Linked DNA regions of Hordeum vulgare: all the other regions are linked to region 2. A link is a contact called in public Hi-C data. All regions are on one chromosome and are shown on one strand. Each heading gives the region's core, a stretch centred on a gene start, on an enhancer-like site or on the middle of the called end of the contact. The rest is flanking DNA. Distances are from core to core; before and after follow the strand shown.

Evidence for each region. A called contact is a pair of places that touch in the nucleus more often than the background predicts.
Region 1: a Hi-C map of leaf shows a contact between it and region 2, with 4 times the contacts expected there. The contact joins the enhancer-like site here to the promoter of LOC123436146 in region 2. A contact is called at or near these places in 2 of 6 Hi-C or Micro-C datasets (leaf and seedling) and 1 of 1 datasets of contacts at active chromatin or transcription factors (embryo).
Region 3: a contact with region 2 is called in a Hi-C map of leaf, with 2.7 times the contacts expected there. The contact joins the enhancer-like site here to the promoter of LOC123436146 in region 2. A contact is called at or near these places in 1 of 6 Hi-C or Micro-C datasets (leaf) and 1 of 1 datasets of contacts at active chromatin or transcription factors (embryo).

What each region holds. Positions count from the first base shown.
Region 1 is chr1H:353,940,541-353,943,907 of MorexV3_pseudomolecules_assembly, forward strand. No RefSeq gene overlaps it. Among protein-coding and RNA genes, the nearest start is that of LOC123410957, 61 kb to the left of the region's middle. Within about 2 kb of position 1,916, at least 2 of the 3 cell types and tissues checked have open chromatin away from gene starts, as enhancers often do. A contact at or near this core is called in leaf, where this site is marked.
Region 2 is chr1H:354,211,572-354,215,120 of MorexV3_pseudomolecules_assembly, forward strand. It overlaps LOC123436146, which reads right to left and starts at 1,649. Exons shown (of 2, transcript XM_045115613.1): 1 at 734-1,649; 2 at 1-112. The coding sequence starts at 793.
Region 3 is chr1H:354,508,007-354,511,700 of MorexV3_pseudomolecules_assembly, forward strand. No RefSeq gene overlaps it. Among protein-coding and RNA genes, the nearest start is that of LOC123399140, 220 kb to the right of the region's middle. Within about 2 kb of position 2,270, at least 2 of the 3 cell types and tissues checked have open chromatin away from gene starts, as enhancers often do. A contact at or near this core is called in leaf, where this site is marked.

The DNA of each region.
Region 1 (3,367 bases), core at 666-3,165, 270 kb before region 2:
AGGGGGCGCACCATCCTGTGGTGGGCTGGCCGCCCCTCCCACCAAGGCCCATGTGACGGAAGGTGGAGTCTAAGCCCACATAGGGGCCGACCACCCTTGCCTTGGGTGGCAAGGCACCCTAGCGTGCTACCGCGCCCCACCCCTTGGCCGCCCCCTCCAAGGGGGGGGGCCTAGCCGAGCCGGCCACCCTCCTCTCCTCCTATATATATGAGAGGGGAGGGAGGGCTCAACAACACATGCCATGGCGCAACCCCTCCCTCTCCCTCTAGTTCATCTCCTCCTCTAGTTTTTTCGGTATAGCTTGGCGAAGCCATGCTGGGGCAGCTACTCTACCACCACCGTCACGCCATCGCGTTGACGGGGAACTCATATTCCACTCCGGCCTCGTTTGCTCGATCAAGGAGGCAGAGACGTCATCAAGCCGTACGTGTGCTGAACGCGGAGGTGTCGTCTGTTCGGCGCTTGATCGGGAGTTCGTGGGACGGATCGTGATTGGATCACGAAGATGTACCACTACATCAACCACGTTCTTTAACCCTTCCGCTTAGCGATCTACAAGGTATATAGATTCAATCTCTCCTCTTGTAGATGCGCATCTCCTAGATTGATCTTGGTGAGTGTAGAATTTTTTTTATTTTCCATGCAACATTCACCAACATAGTTCGCCTCTCGTGGGCAGTTAGCGAGATCGCCTCTCCCGCTTCGCAGAATCCTTGCGGGAATAAGTGAGACCACTCTCCTCGTGAGCTTTTCTTTTTTTCTCTTCTATCTATCTGTAGTTGGTCTACTCGGATCTCCTGTTCTCCGCAAAGGTCGTCACGAAGCAACTTAGTGCGTGTACCCCCCTCAAGTCCTAGTTCTTACGGTTCTTTTTTTAGGAAGTTTTTTACGGTTCTAGAACCTTCAATGAATAGGTTATTTGTTTTCCTTGTCTTTTTTATATATTTTTCTTTTGTTCCTTTTTATTTGTTCGTTTCTACTTTTCCTTTTTATTTTTTAGTTTATATTTTCCTTTCTTATTTTTTACTTCCTCCATTCCATAGTGTTTAAAACGTTTTTATATTATGAAACGGGGAAGTACATTTAATTTATTTTTAATTTTAACTTTGTTTCAATTTGCGAACATATTTTAAATTCATGAATGTTGTTTTGAAAACATGAGCGTTGGTTTTGATTTCATTATCATTTCTTTTAATATGTCAATATTTTCAAATTCACCAAAAAAACCTAGTTCGTGAAAAAAATAGAACCCTAGAAAAATTGAATAGGCCAGATTTTTTAAATCACGTACATTTATTTTGAAAATCAGAAACAAATTACTGAACCGGTGAACATTTTCTTCAATTCCAGAATATTTTTGGAAATTCGGAATACAAATTATTTTTGACGAACATTTTTTGAGTTCATGATTAGTTTGAATTAGTGAACATTTTTGAATTTAGTTAAAAATAAAATTTGGGAACAATTTTGAATTCCCCAAGTACTTTTTGATTGATTTTAGTTTTTTTCTTAAATTGTGAACATTTATTTAATACATGTACATCTTTTAAAAATAACAATGGGACGTGTATGTCATCATGGGGGAAATCCCTATTTGACGCTTATGTGCCCGTTTACAAACGAGCGCCTGCATGTATGGCTACTTGGGCTCGGCCTATTTTGATTTTCTTCTTTTAAATAAAAACCGAAAAAAGAGCGCACGGACGTGGCATTCGAACCTGCAACCGAAAAATCACAAGAAGTTTTAAATTCGTGAGCATTTATCATTCTGTGATTCTTTTTCAATCCAGGAATTATTATTTTTAAAAGCAAAAAACTAAAAACAGAAGAAAAAAAACAAATAAGCTTGCCGCCCCGCATATGGGTCGGCCCATGAGAGCGTGCGGGGGAGGGGTGCGCGCTCCACAGGAATCGGACGCGTATGTCATCATTGCAAACGAGCACCTGCAGGGTGCGGCTACTTGGGCTGGGTCCATTTTGATTTTCTTCTTTTAAATAAATACCAGAAAAAAAAGAATGCACAGATGTGGCATTCGAACCGGCAACAACCCCGTCGAAGGTTGGCTGGTGTAACCTTCCCGCCATTGAGCTCGGTTGTGTTTACATGTTAACCTAGACGCCTTTTATTCATTCTTCCTTTTCTTTTTCTTCTTCTTTTTCCTTGGCCAATGAGTTGTCTGCAAATATGTGAACTTTTGCTTTCAAGTGGATGATTTATTTTTTGAATTTGATGAACGTTTTTTCAATTTTGATTAACATTTCCTAAAAATGCTGAAGTTTTTTTGAATTTTCTTGAACTTTTTAGAAATTTAATGAACTTTTCTGAAATTGTATGAACTTTTTAAAATTTGATGAATTATTTTCAAATTTCATGATTTTTTTTCAAATTTGATGAATTATTTTCAAAATCGATGAACCGTTTTCAAACGTGATGAACTTATTAAAAAATTTATGAACTTTTAAAATATTCGATTAACCTTTTTTGAAAATTTATGGATGTTTTTTAAAATCAATGAAGTTTTTTTTAAATCCAATGAGCTTTTTTCAAAACTGATAAAAAATGTTCAGATTTGTGACTTTATAATATCAAAGTTGATGAACCCTTTTTTTCAAGAAAAATATATAAATCTGTTAAATTTTTTTATTTACACAACATATTCAAAATTGTAAAAATCCAGAACCGGTCTTTTTCATTAACGAGTAACACAACATAGCCGAAAAAACAGCAAGACGTGCGAAATCAAATGGGAGCGATTTTTTAATGGGCGGCGGCCTTTTGCTGGACGCTGTAGGCGCTACTTCTTCAACGGGCACCTACAACACCCAATAGGAGCTCCCTGTTTACGGTTATACGGGAGTGAACAAAGAAGAAGAAACATAATAGGCCAAGCGTAAGACAAAGGCAGTGGTTGTGTGTCAAGTTACACAAATAGTATTGCCTCAATGTTTTTTACAGGGGAAGTGATTACTTTCAACCAATCGATTTTATGCGAGCGTCCACCGTTTCATATATGTTGGATGAGCTTTGTCACATGGTCAGGAAGCAATCCATTCATGTCCATGTTCTGCAATTGATCTATTGTTTCAAAAAAGGTTATGCAACTAGCCCCTTATTGCAAATTGACATAACGGCTAGATCTTGCAACACAATCCATGTTGCAAAAAAATCTCGCAATACGATGCATGTTGCAATATAATTCTGCAACACGACCCATATTACAAAGACAAATTCGGCAACGCCTCCCATGTTACATAAAAACCCGTAACATAATCTCTGTTGCAAATGTCTTTACAACAAAATATATGTTGCAAAATAAATTTGTCAGATCCGATGGCTCGTTAGGCAATTGATTTTTTTTATAGATCC
Region 2 (3,549 bases), core at 399-2,898:
CGGACAGCAGCGGGCGCAGCCACTGCGGCCACTGCTGTTCCTCCCCCGCCGCCGTGGCCGCCGCCACCTGCGGCTCCGCCTCCTCTTCCTCCGGCTCGGGGGCGCCGCCTCCCTGCACACAACAACCACCACAAGAAAGATCGGTCAGGTCAACAAGAAATGCTCAGCGATGGAAACATTGGGTCTTTGACAAGCGAGAAATCGATCTCGTCGGAACGCCGGCAAGATTGCCAGAAATCTACGGCGAGCCATACCTCACCAATCAATCAGTCAATCAGAGATAAGAAACTACAGAAACACGAAGGCTAGGACCAGTACTTCCACCAAATTCCAAGGCATCCAATCCAAATGCCGGAGCAGAGAGACGACGACGCGGAACCAAAACAGAAACACCGCCATTAATTAGGTGGTGGGGGAGAGGGAAGACGCAGAAGAAGAATCAACCAATGGTTTGACCGCCATTCGTCGCAGGATGGACACGAACTGGCACAGCAGCAACCCGCGCGCCCGATGCAACAGTAACGCAACCAGTTCCCCTCATTCCTCCCTCCCTCCCCTCACCACGGACAGGAGCTAGCACGGGCCAAACAGAACGAAACGCGCGCACGAGGCAAGAAACCAGCACCACTAGCACCAATCAATCAAGCAGGAGGGGAATGGCGATGCGCCATCGCAGCTAGCACAACAAGCTACGGGAGAGGGGAGGAGGGTGGGTCGGTTAACCGATTATTACCATGATCCTCCTGTTCTTGAGGCGGAGCTCCTTGAACGGCGACTCGTGGTCGATGGCCATGCCCGCGCGCCGCACCGCACCGCACCAAGAACCAGAAGAATGGGTCTTGTTTGCTGCTGCTGCTTCTTCTTCTTCTTCTTCTTCTTCTTCTTCAGGGGCCTCGGGGGAATCGAAGGGCGGGCGGTTGGTGCGCGTGGAGGCGGAGCGGCGGAAGAAGCGATATATGGACGGGTGCTGGGCGTCCGTCTAGAAGTAGACGACGGAGGGGTTTAGTAGGACGGAACGGGAACGGGAACGGGAATGGGAAGGGGAATGGGAATGGGAATGGGAGGGGTCTCTCTCTCCGGCTCCGAGTGCGCGTGTCTCGTTCTTATCGTCCCAAGTCAGTCGGTCCACCCAGGCCGAACCAAACCAAGTCGTCTTCCTCCTCCCCTCTCTGGTAGCCGCTCTTCCTAAACCCCGGCTTAATTAATCCATTCATCAATCAAATCCGGCTTAATTAGAAGGAGTAGCGGGCCGATGCGTTATTCGCAAAGCGGCCTTCAATTCCTTGTCGAGCATCCCTTTGATTAATAACAGGGGCTGAAAGCCAAGTGCCGGGCTGATTAATTAACGAGGCCTCGTCTCTTCTGTGACCTCAGGTTTTGGTCTGATTACTACAGTATTAGCGAAGAAGCGAAATGCTCGGGGCACCCGGCGGAGCGCACCCCGGATCGTTATTCCTTGGGGGTTTGGGCACGTGTTCCCCCCTACTTGGGCGGACGTTTCACCCCACTTGATTTGATTTGAGATGCAACGCTTGCACTGTGTGGTCCTAATGGCCTAGTCCCGCATGTGTTAGTATAGTGCTAGGCATTTTCTGTTTCGCTCACGCTTTGTCCGTGCTTGCCATGTTTACCCGGCCCCGTAGTTTTTCTGAAATATATTAATATCATAATGATATCAACTACATCCGTCAGGGTTTAGAAGACACATTTAAATTTACGTGCATTTTCATAATAGACACGGTTTAAGGCGTGTTGCATTTACTTCTAGCTGCTAATTACTACTTTTATATGCATGCATAGTGTAAATTATATTTCTTATCTCATCTCATAGCCAAACAATAACCAGCTAGGTTCCCGAAAATTTCCGAGCATGCCTTCTAAACCGTGACGGAGGAAGTACATACACATCCTGCAATAATAAAATGTTCTAAAGACATTATAGATGCACACAATCTATTTTTTTAAAAGAAGAAGTAAAAAAAAAGATTCCACTACGGTGATCAATTACTAGTAGCTGCAACACAAACCATCATCAAGACAACACTTCAAATTCAAATTCTTCGAAAACGACACCTTCAAGAAGGAAATAGTGCATAAACTACGACGTCGTTCGATCATATATCTTAGGTTTTCACCCTGAAGAAATCCACGCTTTCAAAACAATACCTTCAACAAAATCATTGCCACACACAACCAATTAAAGTCGGACCTTAGATTTTTATCCTGAAAGAACAGACTCTATACTCCTCATGTGTTATGCCCCCACTTGCCAATGTTGTTGCTACGAGTCACGAAACATCAAACAAAGTCTTCATGGCCTCGAAGACTCGGTCCACCATTAATAAGCCTCAGATCCCAGCCGCATGACATTCTCCGTCACTATCTTCACCATGAAAATCGAAATACCGACATGTTCCATGATGTCAAAAAAACAAAGCTTCGGATCACGCCCACATGAAGCCACATAGGCTGAGATGAGGGCGCACACGACCGAATCCCATTCAATCCACCAATCTACAAGGAACAAGCATCCAATGGAGATCTCCAACGGAGCCTTCCGGAACTCATCAATGGACAAGTCAATGGATGACGACATCTACTAGAACACCATCTTGACGCGAAAAGAAACCTAGGACCGCCTTACACTGGGTGTACTCCTGATCGAGATCGCCGCCAACGACGGAGGGGAGGAGACAACCAAATCAAGCCCTCGGAGCCAAGTCACTCTAGACTCGCCCCCACGGCGGACAGATCGGAGCGTCGTCGTCGAAGACGCACACGTCATATATGTCTACCCCGCATGCACCATGTCACCGGTCCCGCAACCATGGCACACCGCTGCCCTAGAGGAGTGCAGCCTACCGAGCCCGACCACCACATATCCGGCCGCCGTTGCGAGCCCACCTGGATCCACAACGCAGCACACCGCGCCCGCACGGAGCAACGCAGGCTGCCGAGCCCGACCACCACGGAACCAATTGTTGCTCGCCGAGCCCCGCGGCCGCATGTCTGAGCAGTCGCGCCACGCGACACCGCAGGACCTCGTCTGGAGTTGTCACCCTCCGCTCCAGAGATGCCGCGAGAAGGTCCCCGCCATCGTCGTCAGCCGCACGGGCTTCGCCCGGCGGCATCCTTCGACAGCGACTCAAGGGAAGGGGTGGACGGGGAGGCGGATCCTAAGTTTTGGAGGGGAGGGACGCCCCGAGCTGCCATGGGCTGGGGCGACGCCAGGGGTGTGGATCTCGTCTGATCTTAGAAATGTTCACCCTCTCGCGTTCCCAGCGGCCATAGATGAGCTATTAATGTGAATAAAATTTATGTTACGACCAGTTTTATTTTCTTCCTTTCTTTACGGTTGATGATGGCGGCTAGGTCTACTGATTTGTGTGTAGGGATGAGAAAGAGAGATTGGTTTTCAAAGAAGGTGAATGCTTTGCTCATCAAGCATCAATGTGTTAATTAACTCCTACTACTAATAGTAATGGTATTCCTAAGTTAATTCACCTTTTGTGGGATATAGTAGCAAATTCACAAATGCTCCACCCTATA
Region 3 (3,694 bases), core at 1,020-3,519, 300 kb after region 2:
GTGCAACCGCTCAACCTCCGGTTCGGCTTCGGATCACGGTGGCACTCCTGGTCTTGATCCGCATCACGCGGACGCCCGGAGCGTCGACCCTGGGCTTGGCGATGGTGGTCATCTCCTCCATCGTAGGTGGTCGGTCTTAGGCTGGGTGGTCGGATCTCAAGATCCGTCATCTAGTCCCGGCTACGAGTTGGGGAGAGATAGTCGTCGGTGAAAACCGAGCCGACGACGGACGATGGATGCGTTCTGCGCTGTTACCTTGATGAAGGCATTGTCGTGTAACTACTGTCGACCCCCTCGTGTTGCTTCGTGGGAAACCCTAGGATCTGTTCTTCCATATCGAACGATGGTGGCATTGTTGTGTCGTTTCTCTCTTGAGAGCATTGTTTATGGAGTAGCACTAGAAGAAAGAGGCAGGAGGTGGTGCGGCTTCGTGGACGGAGCTTCGGTGGAGATGTCAAGTCATGCCTGGCCAACAGATCCAACGTTATGTCATGCTTGTTCGGCAGGTGCTACGCATGACAGCTCTTTCAGAGACTTCAAGCTGTGTCAGCGGGTGGTATTGGCGGCATGGTGTTGCGGCGTACTGGCGACGACCGCGACATGCTCAACACTTTGCACGTAGCGAGGTGATGCTGTTGGGTGCCGTGGTGGTGTCGTTGGGCGCCGTGGTGGCGTCGACGGATGGCCCGAATGCCAAGGATGACGCGGATCTCTTTTCTAAAGATGGTCAACGATTGTTGATGATGACGCATTCTAAAACGTGTGCACGTCGTAGATGTTTTTGTTTGCTGCATCGGTTGTTTTTTCCGATACGTTATGCGGATGGGTCGGTAACGACACCGGATTTAGATATGTGTAATGAGTGCATTTCACATTATCGAGTTTGTAGGTGTAAGTGATGGCTTCAGATGATCTGACCTACGTTTTTATAATTCCTTTGTTAAATAGTAATTAATAAATATAGTTATATACATCAATTGATATAGAGGCAGGGGTTTTAACCAGCTTTTCCAAAAGAAAGCTAGCTCGAGACCGTCCTTTTCTACTGTGGCGGTGTGGCCTCAGGCTGATGTTTCTTTATGCAGCTGGGTGTTCCCCTTCTTGGGTCATGGGATCGATCGTTGCTGTGATGTTTGCTGAAGTGAGCTGGCTCATCTCCTGCTTCGCCGCAAACCCGCGACACTGGAACGTCGATGATCATTTGTTCTTGTGCAGCTGGTGGTCGCGATCTTATTGTTTGATCCACGTAATTTTCTCTTTTCGGTTGAACTTTGAGCAGCAGACTTTGTAGTGCCTCCAGTTATGGTATGTTGAAGCGGTGGAGCCGGGGGTCACTACAAGTACTCTTATATAAGAAAATAAATACTGCAAGGACTAGTATTCCTCTGCTTTGCTTTGGATCAAGAGATAACCTCGTCTTGTTTATCGATGGGCGCAACCTGCAACCCCAATAATTGGCCCTCGAGAGGTGTATTCATTCTTGTTTTATCTTTTCCGATAATGAACCAGCTGTAATAGTGAGCTCTTATAGACAACCAAGGACCCAAACAAGGAGTGCAACTAGGACGAAAGCACGGTTTAATCTATTAAAACTGTTGCAAGAACTTGAGAGAATTAGGAGTACAAGTCTGGAACAAGCCAGGTCTTCAAATTCTTTACACTAATAGTTACACAGGAATATTCCATCCGTTTCTAAATATAAATCATTTTAGTTGTTTCACAGAAAGACTATATACGAATGTGTATATATATATATATATAAAAGTATAGATTTATTTATTTTGTTAGGTATGTAGTCCCCTAACGAAATTTTTAAAATGATTTATATTTAGAAAAGGAGGGAGTAGTATATTACAGGTACCTGCGGCTTAATTATACATACATATAGGTGATCTGTACACATCAGTATGTACTGTCGCAGTATTATCATACTACTAGACGCATACGGAGTACATACGTGACCTTGCCGTGAGGTCAGGGATATGGTGGTGTATATGATAGTATTGTTTACTTGGAGTCTCTGTCTTTTGACTTTTGCAGGAACGCAACAAAGCATGCAATGCAGTAGTTGCCGGCCTCTCCTTGCTGAATGCCTTTTTCATCTTCTGCAAGCCCGCTCATCAGGTAGTACCAGCAGATTGATTTGCGAGTCAGTGGCAGTGGCAGTGGCAGTAGTGTGATCGATGAGGAATTTGAGAGTGTTGTGACTTGTGACTAGCCTAGCCGAAGCACATTCCTGTCACGGGTCGATGATGTGGGAAGGTGAAGGGAAAGGCAGGGAATCTTTCCTGACCGTTGGGCTGTCTATAGCGTCGACGCGATAACTGATAGGTGTAGATGCCATTCTATTCTTTCGGTTTCATGGACGATGATTATTACCTAATCAGAGACTCAGAGTGGCTTGATCAGCTGAGATTCCTCTGCTGGAGAACTAAATCCAAATAAATTAGTAACCGAAGTAGCGTACGAATAAGTGATGATGATGATGATAAGTTAAATTAATCAGGCGGAGCTGCTTTTGTGGATGATAAATCAGACCAAACCGGAAGAGGGAATGCTGGAGCATTCTTGTATGCATTGGGGACTTGGACGCTTTTTGGGATTCAGAATTCGGAGGGTTGCATGCCGGGGGGGGGGGGGGGGGGGGGGGATCGACCCTACGCCTCCGTTTCCGGCAACAACCATCACCATGCAGGCTGGGCTGGGCGGCATCGGCATCGGCATCGAAGGGTTGCACCTTTCAACTGCACGATTATCCTTTTGTGCACTGCATCAACGGTGAATTGCGGGATGATTTCCTCGAGGAAATGTTACCTGGCGTACGATCAGTGAGAAGACAGGTACCAGCGAACGCCCTTTCTGCCGTCGGATTTGACGGCACGAATCTTGGTGCAAATCAGGTGCCAGGTCAGATCTCCTCAGTCGTTCGCTATTCCAATTTCCAACTATGCTGGCGAACGTACCTTTTTATTTTTTAAAAAATGGGACGCCCATAACTGACAGAACGTTTGTCAGAAAGGGTGGTATACGCGAACGTTTTAGGTGGCATTTTTAGTTCCGAGGGAATGAAAGGCATTTTTCGTTTCAAACTGCCGTCGTTTGATATAACTACGCAACTAAAACTGCCACCAACTGACGTTCACTTGCCACCCTTCTCCTAGCGAACGTCGGCTAGGTAACATCACTGAAAAATGGGTGCCCGCAAGGGTTTCAACTCTTGCCCTTGTCAGTGAGCAAATTGCTCATTGACCACTTCAGCTGGAGCGGGATCGATGAACAATTTGCGCACAAACATGTTTATGTACATACATTTAATTCTTTCTTATTTTGAAAAATGTCTGTAAGTCCTGTTTTTTCATTTCATAAAGAACAAAATTATCTAGAGGTGTCTGTCCCCTAATATGTCGTTTTTTACTATGTATGTATGTGCATTTTTATTATACATAGCATTGCATTTTTATCATGTTTATGTATGTGCAATTTTTTTATTATACATAACATGGAATTTTCCATCAAAACCATGACTTTTTTCCGAAACATAACTTTTTTTACTTTCTTGCAATTTTATTAATTAAGAGCATGGAATTTTTATTTTCAATATCATGGAAGTTTTTTAATAATACGTGCACGGCATTTTCTTAATAATATGATGGAACTTTTATTAACAATGATATGTGATTTTTATTATTTAGAG